Regions from separate parts of the Anas platyrhynchos genome. Here all the other regions are linked to region 2. A link is a contact called in public Hi-C data. All regions are on one chromosome and are shown on one strand. Each heading gives the region's core, a stretch centred on a gene start, on an enhancer-like site or on the middle of the called end of the contact. The rest is flanking DNA. Distances are from core to core; before and after follow the strand shown. Region 1 overlaps LOC119717814 (a long non-coding RNA gene). Region 2 overlaps OPHN1 (oligophrenin 1). Region 3 holds the start of EDA2R (ectodysplasin A2 receptor).

What was found. Hi-C and Micro-C count contacts between places; a contact is called where the count stands out from the background.
Region 1: a contact with region 2 is called in a Hi-C map of subcutaneous adipose tissue, with 2.1 times the contacts expected there. The contact joins two enhancer-like sites. A contact is called at or near these places in 2 of 8 Hi-C or Micro-C datasets (skeletal muscle and subcutaneous adipose tissue).
Region 3: a Hi-C map of subcutaneous adipose tissue shows a contact between it and region 2, with 5 times the contacts expected there. The contact joins the promoter of EDA2R here to the enhancer-like site in region 2. A contact is called at or near these places in 4 of 8 Hi-C or Micro-C datasets (liver, skeletal muscle and subcutaneous adipose tissue).

Annotation. Positions count from the first base shown.
Region 1 is chr10:24,679,851-24,682,752 of IASCAAS_PekinDuck_T2T, forward strand. All of the region lies in intron 1 of LOC119717814 (a long non-coding RNA gene), which reads right to left. Among named protein-coding and RNA genes, the nearest start is that of EDA2R, 56 kb to the left of the region's middle. Within about 2 kb of position 1,366, at least 3 of the 8 cell types and tissues checked have an H3K27ac peak or open chromatin away from gene starts, as enhancers often do. A contact at or near this core is called in subcutaneous adipose tissue, where this site is marked.
Region 2 is chr10:24,457,118-24,460,061 of IASCAAS_PekinDuck_T2T, forward strand. It overlaps OPHN1 (oligophrenin 1), which reads left to right. Exons shown (of 24, transcript XM_038184020.2): 13 at 786-848; 14 at 1,539-1,613. Among named protein-coding and RNA genes, the nearest start is that of OPHN1, 38 kb to the left of the region's middle. Within about 2 kb of position 1,489, at least 4 of the 8 cell types and tissues checked have an H3K27ac peak or open chromatin away from gene starts, as enhancers often do. A contact at or near this core is called in subcutaneous adipose tissue, where this site is marked.
Region 3 is chr10:24,623,810-24,626,561 of IASCAAS_PekinDuck_T2T, forward strand. EDA2R (ectodysplasin A2 receptor) reads left to right here and starts at 1,435. Exons shown (of 8, transcript XM_038184041.2): 1 at 1,435-1,636.

The DNA of each region.
Region 1 (2,902 bases), core at 116-2,615, 220 kb after region 2:
TCTAATTAATTTTGCACTTTTTGGTGTGTGTTTATTTTTCTAAGAAATGCATCCATTAGAAGAGTTTCCTTGTAGCCTGAGGTATGGCTTTACCAGTAAAAAAAATCACCATAAAGATGCTGTTACTAACTGATTGCAGAAGGCTGAGTGGACTTAATGAGACTTCTCCAGCCTTTAGGATTCATAAATGACCAGGAGCAGACTGGATTGGGGTTGTGTTCCCAGCCCAAGTCTGTAACAGTCAGGCCCAGAAAACATTGAAGCGTGTTTTTCTGTTTTACTTACCCATGTGATGATTAACTTCAGATAGTTTGTACCTAATTAAAGGCCTTGAGCAACTTCAGCTGCTGCTGGAGAAAGAGAAGCAAGAACAGAGTTGCTCACTGCAAAGCCATGCATTCGGGAAGCAGAGAAGTGGCTCTGCCTCAGGAGCACAGCAAAAGGAAGGCCCACGCTGTCACCTTCAGCCCAAAGAGACAAACAGAAAACAAATACCCTCCACTGGTTTTGCACCAATCTTTTCTGACAAGGTAGAAGCAGATCACAGGGTCAATTTGGGAGCACTATCAAGAGGAAGTATTAAGACATTAAATGCTTTCCTGACATGTACTGAAAGTTAAAATCGCATTAATAATTGCAGAACTGGGTTACAGCAGGCTTCCATTCACAGGCTATCAAGAAACCCAAGCATGTAACTCATGGCGGTTTTGGGGTCATTTTCAGACCTTTAACTTTTGTTAAGCATTTGCAGAAACCTGAGGAAGACTCCAAGAAAGAAAGAAAAAAAAAATATATCTTTCTGATCATTCTACAAAGCCTGTATTTTTCTTTGACCTTTTTAATATTTGTTTGTATTTTAGCAACTGCATAACCAATCCAAACTTGTCTCCAAGTTGACAGAATTACTAGGATGTAGGCAGTTCTAACAACTGCTTGCTAAACATTATACAAATACAGGGGGAAACCATGACAGAGAGTGCAAGTCTATAATCTGCCTCCAGCTCTCTGTGCCGGCACTGCAGGCTATGCTCAGCTGAACGGGACGTGCCAGGCAGCAAACAGGAACTCCTGATGCTATCCAGGATGCTGCCTTTGAGGCTGGATGGAAACCTCCAGAAGTCAGGACTGCACACATCTCAGCACCTGAATAAACCCAGTTTTGGAGAAGCATGGATCAGAGCCTGGGAAACAGGGAAGCAGCAAACCAACAAACGGAGAGCGAGAAGCGGAGAAGCTGCAGATTCTGTGGGAGATGCGTTCGGCCCGAGAGCTCCAGAAACGGAACGAGTTAACAGGCTTGGTCTGTGCAGCTCACTTTTGGGGTGGTTCCCCCCCCCCCGCAGCCCACGGGTGAGCTCCTGCCAGGCCCCGGGGAGCAGCGGCGCAGAGGTGACACCTGGTGGCCCGGCCGCGGCGCTCCAGGACGAGCGGCGGCGCCCCGCGGGGGGGGTCCCGGGGGCGTCCCGCCGGGCATCCCGGCCCGTCCGCGCACGGGGAGCTGAAGGCTGAGCACCGGCTGTGCGGCGGGGCTGAGGGGTGCGCTCCCCGAACCGGCACGGATCCTTCTTGCTGCTCGCTCGCCAGCGCTCTCCTCCTGGGACAAGTGCCCGGACACTCAACTGGGACAACCAGAATAGAAACTCTGGGGCTGGGTTTATAAAAGCAAGTCTTTGTACGGCCCCTGCCAAGGTCCCAGGCATATGCCACGCACATTCCTGTGCGAGACCGTGTGTTTCTTAGTGTTGTCCCCACCCCTCAGGCAGCAGAGGAGGCTCACTGCCCCCAGAGGAGATGCTCACAGGGCTCAGCTGCACCAGCTTGGAGTGTGTGCATCTCTTCCTACTTAGGTGGCCGTGCTGAGAGACGATTAGTCCTCTACTAGACTGCTAAGTAACTGATTCATTTTTAGATGATTTTTAGTTTCCACATAAAGTAGAAGAGCTTTCCACAGGAGGGCCTGTCTCAGGCAGTCTTCCTGTGTGGGCGTTTGCTGGAGGCAAGGGAACTCTTCAAGGAAGCAAGGTTCGCAGGCCAAAGTCTCCTTGGGCTTGGGAGGAGATCCTCCCACTGAGAACAACTTCCCCTTGCTGGGCAAATGATTTAGTTACACAGTTTGGGTGTGAGTGTAGCTGTGATAATCACTCCAGTTCTGCCTGCAGATGGCTGGTGTGCCTTATGAAAGCTTACCTGGCCAAGCCACTCAGAAGACACCACTGAAAAGAATCTCTTTTCTGTGCCTTTATTCAAATTACCAACTTCCTAAGTGTACTGCCTCTTTTCAAAGTGCATGGCTTTCATGTGCAAAGCATGTGGCAAGAGGGAGAAGGAGAACAGCACTGGGGTTATTGGGAGAACCAGAGAGGCATGCTCTACCACCGGAGCTTTTGGGCTTTGCTCCTGCTGCCGCAGTACTCCCTCGAGATAGATGAGGACACATGCATAACGGTGTCAGCCAGTTATGCTCCTGGCCCTTTAAGCCTCAATCTGAAACGTAATACTTCAGGAATATTATGGTTTAAACAATTTTAGTCAGTGAGTCAGTTCTGGATTAACAGCCCACGGAGGGAGGGTAATCACTCTCCCTCATAAATTAGCAACCAACAAGCTCTTTCCTTTGATGAATGTTGTTTTAAAGACTCATCTCACTTATTAGCTCCAAGCACACTGTCCATTAATCATGGACAAGGAAAAATGCACCCTCCTCCCCCTCATGGCTTTGTTCCTAGGATGACTAGCTCAGCCTCACCAGGAGACAAAACAAATAGGAAGAAGGGACCAGAAAGGACAAGGTCCCACTAGTCACATGGAGAAGTGGGGATCATTATGGGAAGGTCACCTCAAGTAATGGGAAGGATGGGAAATAGCACAACTGCTTACAAGACTTTGACCTAAAAATATTCAA
Region 2 (2,944 bases), core at 239-2,738:
CCCAGTCTCCTCTGTGAATTAAAGAAAATGGAGAGCTCTCTCCCGCTTGGTGTCTGCAACAAGTCTGTATTTAGCACAGTCATTCAGGGGAGGTTCGGTATAAATGTTGGCACTGAGCAGAAAGGTGTTTCACAGCACAACCTGGACAATCCTTCCAGATGTCCTGGAAAATTACCAGAAGTAGAAAAGTTGAAATACATCTATGAAAAGTGGTAACTTTCTGCCTCCTTCACAATGCCTGTAAGACAGGCATAAACAATGTCTGTGATTAATCAGCTGGAACAAAAACCTGTGTTCTTCTTTACTCAGGCAGCAGGTAAAGCTGTGCGGTTTTTATTTATTTTTTGTTTGTTTGTTTAATTTAATCAAGTAGATAAGTAGAAATTACGTGATCCTATGATGTGGAAGAGATTTAACTGCAGATTTTGCAGTGCTCTGGAAATGATTAATCAAGTCATTATCAGACACACATTCACATGTGGCAGGGCTCTGATTCACACTTCTTTTATTAAAGACAGAGAGGGGGCAGGGGGAGACGCTGCAGCTCAACATAAATCCAAAAAAACTCGAGAGCATATGAAACTAATAATTGCTCGCTGAGATGTAAAGACCGCCCGTGTGTCCGTAGAGGCACGTACGCGGTGCAGCTGGAGCCAGCAGCCCGATGCCCGCGTGGGGCCGGAGCGCTGCGTGGTGGCTGTGCCCGGCCCCTGCCCAGCAGTTTTCCGCGAGTAACCGCGTGCCGGTGCCCCGGCAGCTAACACTGCTTCCCTTCTTTGAAACAGTGGAGTTGAACGAGGTCGGCTTCAAGTTTGTGCGGAAGTGCATCAACGCGGTAGAAACGAAAGGTGAGGTGCCCGCAGCCCTCCTGGCATGTCCCCGTTCCCATCACCCTGGAGCGTGTGCCGTTATCCACAGCATAGCGCTGCTAGCTGACAGGCAGTCCTGTTTAAATGATTAGAGAACATGTGCCAAAAGAGCAGAAATAAGGCGTTATTTGGAGTATTGTCATACCACGTTCCAGGTAGGACTGAATTTTCGCCTTTGTGGTGTTTTCATTCCCCAGTTTCTCTGGCTCAGAGGAAGGTGGCCACCAGGCTGCAGGCAAGCAGCAGTGGATGCGCTCTGTGTGCTGGGTTAGAGGCAGGGTTTAGCTGCAGTAAAGAATTGCTCGGGCCCGTTAGGCAGAAGGGCAGGACGGAAGCGGGGCAGGGGACTACACCTCCCCGTATGGGCTCTCACCAAACCTGCAGCCTGTCCGAGCAGGACAAATTGCTCCCTAACATCTGAGTCTCTGGGCTGCACGGAGAGGTGGTGGTGCTGGCATGTCCAAGCCCCTGGGGGATGCAGCCAGCCCTGTCCGGGTCCCAGGGGCTGGGAGAGGGGCAGAGGGGGGGTACTGACCCCACAGGGCTGGGTAATGCGGGGTGCCGGGACGGGGTGGCCGTGCAGCTCCCCAGCAGGCTGTCGCTCCGCCAGATGGTGCTTTCGGACAGCCCTCTGCCAGGACGGCTCTAACTCTGCTCTGTTGTGCTTAGGGATCTCCACAGAGGGCGTCTACCGAACGGTTGGCAGCAACATCCAGGTGCAGAAGTTGCTGAATGCCTTTTTTGGTAAGAATGAATTATTCCGTGCGGTTAGGCTGTTATATTTTTATATTGTTTGAGAAGGGTGAAGAGGATCGGCTTTCACAACGCGATGAGGCTGCGGCACACCCTTCCCTGCTTTTCTGAGCTTTTTTCTGCCTCCCACCCTGTCCTCTCTCCCTTCCCACCGCCTTTGCTGCTGGCTCAACTCGTATTTCAGGCTGTGGGAGCAGCGGGGAGCTGAAGGCAGGCGGTGACCCCGGAGCTGTGGGGACGAGCCTTCTCCCACCCTGTGCTAAAAATACTCCGGCATTTTGGCATCACGTGCCGGGGTGTGCTCTGCTGCGGCCCCGGGAGCGGGACGAGGGCCAGCAGGGATGAGCCCTCGCTGCTGCTCCACGCCTCCACGTGGCGCAGGCTGGCCAGCATCACCCCGCAGCCAAGCAGCGGCAGCAGAATTTGGGGCCCACCTGGCCGTCCCGGCTCCGTTTCCTTTGTGAAAGCCAATGCCCCAATCCTTATTTAGGCAGCGGGGATGAGAACAGGGTGGGAGGTTAGCCCACGTTAATTAGCAGCATGGTCCCAAGGATCTTGGTGTTCAGACAGCACTGCTGCCAGGGGACGTGCCCCGCCAGCGCCGTGCCTCGGGAGCTGCTTGTCTGCAGAGGTGCCAGCGGTGCCAGCCCTGCAGCAGCCCAGGAGGGGGGACCTGGGGTCCCTTTCCCTCACCCCACGGTGGTGGGGACACATATCGTACCTTAGCAGCGAGGCCATTCACCTGGGTTAGGGTTTTTGCTCAGAAGGGCTGAAATCATTCTTCATAAAGGTCAGATTGAGCCAGCGAGAGCTTTTGCAACATCCTAAGCAGACAGGCAGCTGTGAAGGCTTTCTGAGGACTGGAGGTGGCAGACGTGTGACAGACCCAGCGCTTCCATCTCCTCGCAGCATCCACGACGCCGGCCTGAGCCTGGCACCATCGGGCAGAGCCCCAGCTGCGTGTCCCACGGGGCCTGCCACGGCCCGAGCCCAGCGTACCTGGGAGGGACTGGTTCTCCCCACAGACCGGTCGGTGTACGTGCTGCTGGGGCAAGCCTTTCTGCACTGAGTCCTGCGCTTCATACGAGCGCGTTAGGTACTGGGTAGTCCTTATGCAAGAAGTGGGAACAGCACAGGGCTCAGCAGCGTCCTTCTGTGCCCCCCCAGACAGGGACACAGCCGAAGCCATCGCTCCTGTCCCTGCAGGGTGAGGGCAGGTGGCCACACCGCCCTGCGGGCCCCAGGGTCTCGAGCACCCACAGCCAAGCCCCTGTGGCCGGCTGCTGGAGGGGGCTAGAGCAAAAAGTACATTTCCATTGGTG
Region 3 (2,752 bases), core at 185-2,684, 170 kb after region 2:
TCTAAAATGGAAGGAAAGGTGTAAGGTGTCCAAATGACTGTGATTTCTTCACCACATCACGTTCCAAGTGCATGATTAAGCTGTTTCAGCAGGAGGACTGTGTGTTTGTGTGTGTCTGCATGCAGGTGGGGTGTTTATGGTCTGCAATTGCCCCCACGATACATTCGTGCCTGGAGCTGGGGCCCTCTACTGTTGTAAATATTCTGGTGTGTCAGAAAAGCTCGTTAAACAGATTCCCTTCTTCGGGATTCATGGTTGTGCTGACTTGTAATATAGTAATGCTGCCAATTATGTTTCATAATTATAACTCAATGAAGAGAACGTGAGACAGAACATATCAGGTAATTACAGTCACAACACTAAATGTCTCAGGCCATGTTTCTGTGGGCTGAAGCTAACATCTGAAAGGCCTTGGGCTGCAAAATACATCCAAATCTGTATATTGGATGTACAGCACTTTACCTACCCAACAGATCCCTTCATCTGGAATATCAGGTGTCTGGCCAACATCCCACAGCCAGTCACTCCTGCGTGCAGTTTCACAAGCCACTAAAGCCAGCCTAAGTCTGTGCTGCCACCCAAAGGCCAGTGCTGCACCTCCCCAGGTGGCTCTCAGCTTTTGCAGACGTGCGTGGGGCAGCATTGCTGCTTGTGCCTGTGGCTGTGAGATGGTTCCAGATGGTGATCTGAATGGGGAAAAAGTAAAACACGGTAATAACATTTCCAGATTTCATAGCACTCTACTCTGGTGTGCATAAAACCACAAAGGGGACAGCGTAATCTCACTGAAAGGAGCTGGGAGACAGGGACGCTTCAGCCTCAGCCCCAGCTCTGGGGACAACAACCCTCTTATCAGCTCTCCGAAGTGCAGGAGCTGATGCTGACGTCCTTGCCCGTCCTGGCTGTGTGTGAGCCCTGCAGCCGAGCACGCCACTCACACCCCGCTGCTGCCTGAGCGATGCAGGAGCAGCAGCAGCCGCACGGTGCGGGCCGGCTGCACGGGCACGGACCTGCGAGAGGCAAAATGCCCGCGTGAGCAGCGAAGCCAGCCCTGTCCTCTGCACAACAAGTCCAGCTGAGCCTTGTCCCTGTGGAGATGGCACCTTGAACCTGGCTGAAGGATGGAGGAAATCCGAGGGCCTGGGAAGGATGCAGCGGGGCAGGTGGGATCGCACACAACCCCTCCGATGGGGACCATCAGGTCCCAGCCTGATGTCTCCTCGCACCCTGCTGGGGGCAGCTCTGAGACTCAGCAAAGCACCCGCAGGGGACGCAGCGCCTGAATTTCGGGATGTGGCTGCGGGGGACGGAGGCAGCGGCCCCGCACGCGAGGAATTCGCGGGCGCTGCGATTTGCATAGCCCCGCCCACTCATCCCGCGCGGCCAATGGGAGGCGGCGGGGCGGGGCCTGCCGGGTGCGATCCCCCGCGCTGCCCGCGGCGCGCCCCGCTCCACGCGGCGCCGCGCGCCCTGCCCGGGAGCCACGCGTGTCCCGCCGGGGAGCCGCGCGTGTCCCGCCCGCCGCGCACCGTGCCCCGTGCCCGCGGAGCCTCCTGCCCGCGGAACGCCGCACGTCCCGCCCGCGGAGCCCCGCAGCCTGCCCACGGAGCCCTGCCCCACGCGCGCCGGGACACAGGTGAGCGGCGGAGCCCACGCAGCCGCCCGCCCACCCGCGGCAGCGGCTCCCGGCGCTCCGCTGGCGCCGGTGTCACCGCCGGGCGGGAGCTGCCGGCGGGGCCGGGAGCGGCGCAGCGCGGTTGCAGCCGCCCCCGGTGCCGTGCCCGGGCGCGTGGCGCCGGGGCCGGGGGTGCCGCGGCCGTGGGGGCCGGTGCGGGGCCGGCGAGCCGGTGGCGAGTTGGTGGCGAGCTGGTGGCGAGCTGTCGGGCGTGCCCGGGCATATCCCGGAGCCCTGCCGCCTTCCCCAGGGTGGGCGGCGGGGGGCGCCGGCGGGGCCCGTCTGGGGGCCGGGGTCGGGCCGGCCGCGCGTGGGTGTGTGAGAACCGATGGCAAGTTGGGCAGAGCTCCCTGCAGCTGCTGCTCGGGTTGCGAGCCCCTGCTCCTCCGCGCTGTACCTGCGTGAGGGTGTTCGTAATTGTAGTAAGAGTTGGAGGGAAAAACAGACGCTGCAGATAACCGGAGTTGTTATTGCAAGCGAGGCAGTGACAGTTGTGAATGAGTAGAAGTGAGGAGAAAAACAAAAAGAACAAAAAAAAGAGAGAAGATAAAAAAAAAAAAAAAACCACAAACATAAAAATCAAAGGTTTCATGTAAAGTGGTAGTTCTGGAAGTCTTAGTTGAGATATCTCACGAGTCACAGACACCCAAGAAGGATGACCAGAATTTCACTCAGTTTATATGAACACGTGCAATTGTACGTGGGGGCCCTGTGACTGAAGGTATCCTGGTGCTGAGGGTGTCTGCTCCGGCAGGATGCTCTATTCTCCTTTCCCGAGCCCCGTTTGCCCACCACAGTTTCTCATGCAGCTCCTCTGGCATAGGCAGCCCTTCCTTGGGGCCTTGGGTGAGCCGCTGCTGTGGGCAGGGGTGAGGCTGTTGCCGGGTGGGTGTTTTGTGGGACTGTAAAGCTGAATGGGAGCAACAGCAGAAGCAGCAGTGATGCACTATGTCCTGTATTGCGGGTGGTTTTGGTAGTTTCAAATATCTCCCTTTGCACTTGGAATGCAAGGAGCAGAAAGTGAACGTAGCCTTGAGAGTACTGCAGGGCAGTAAGGAGAGGTGCAGCTTCTCCCAG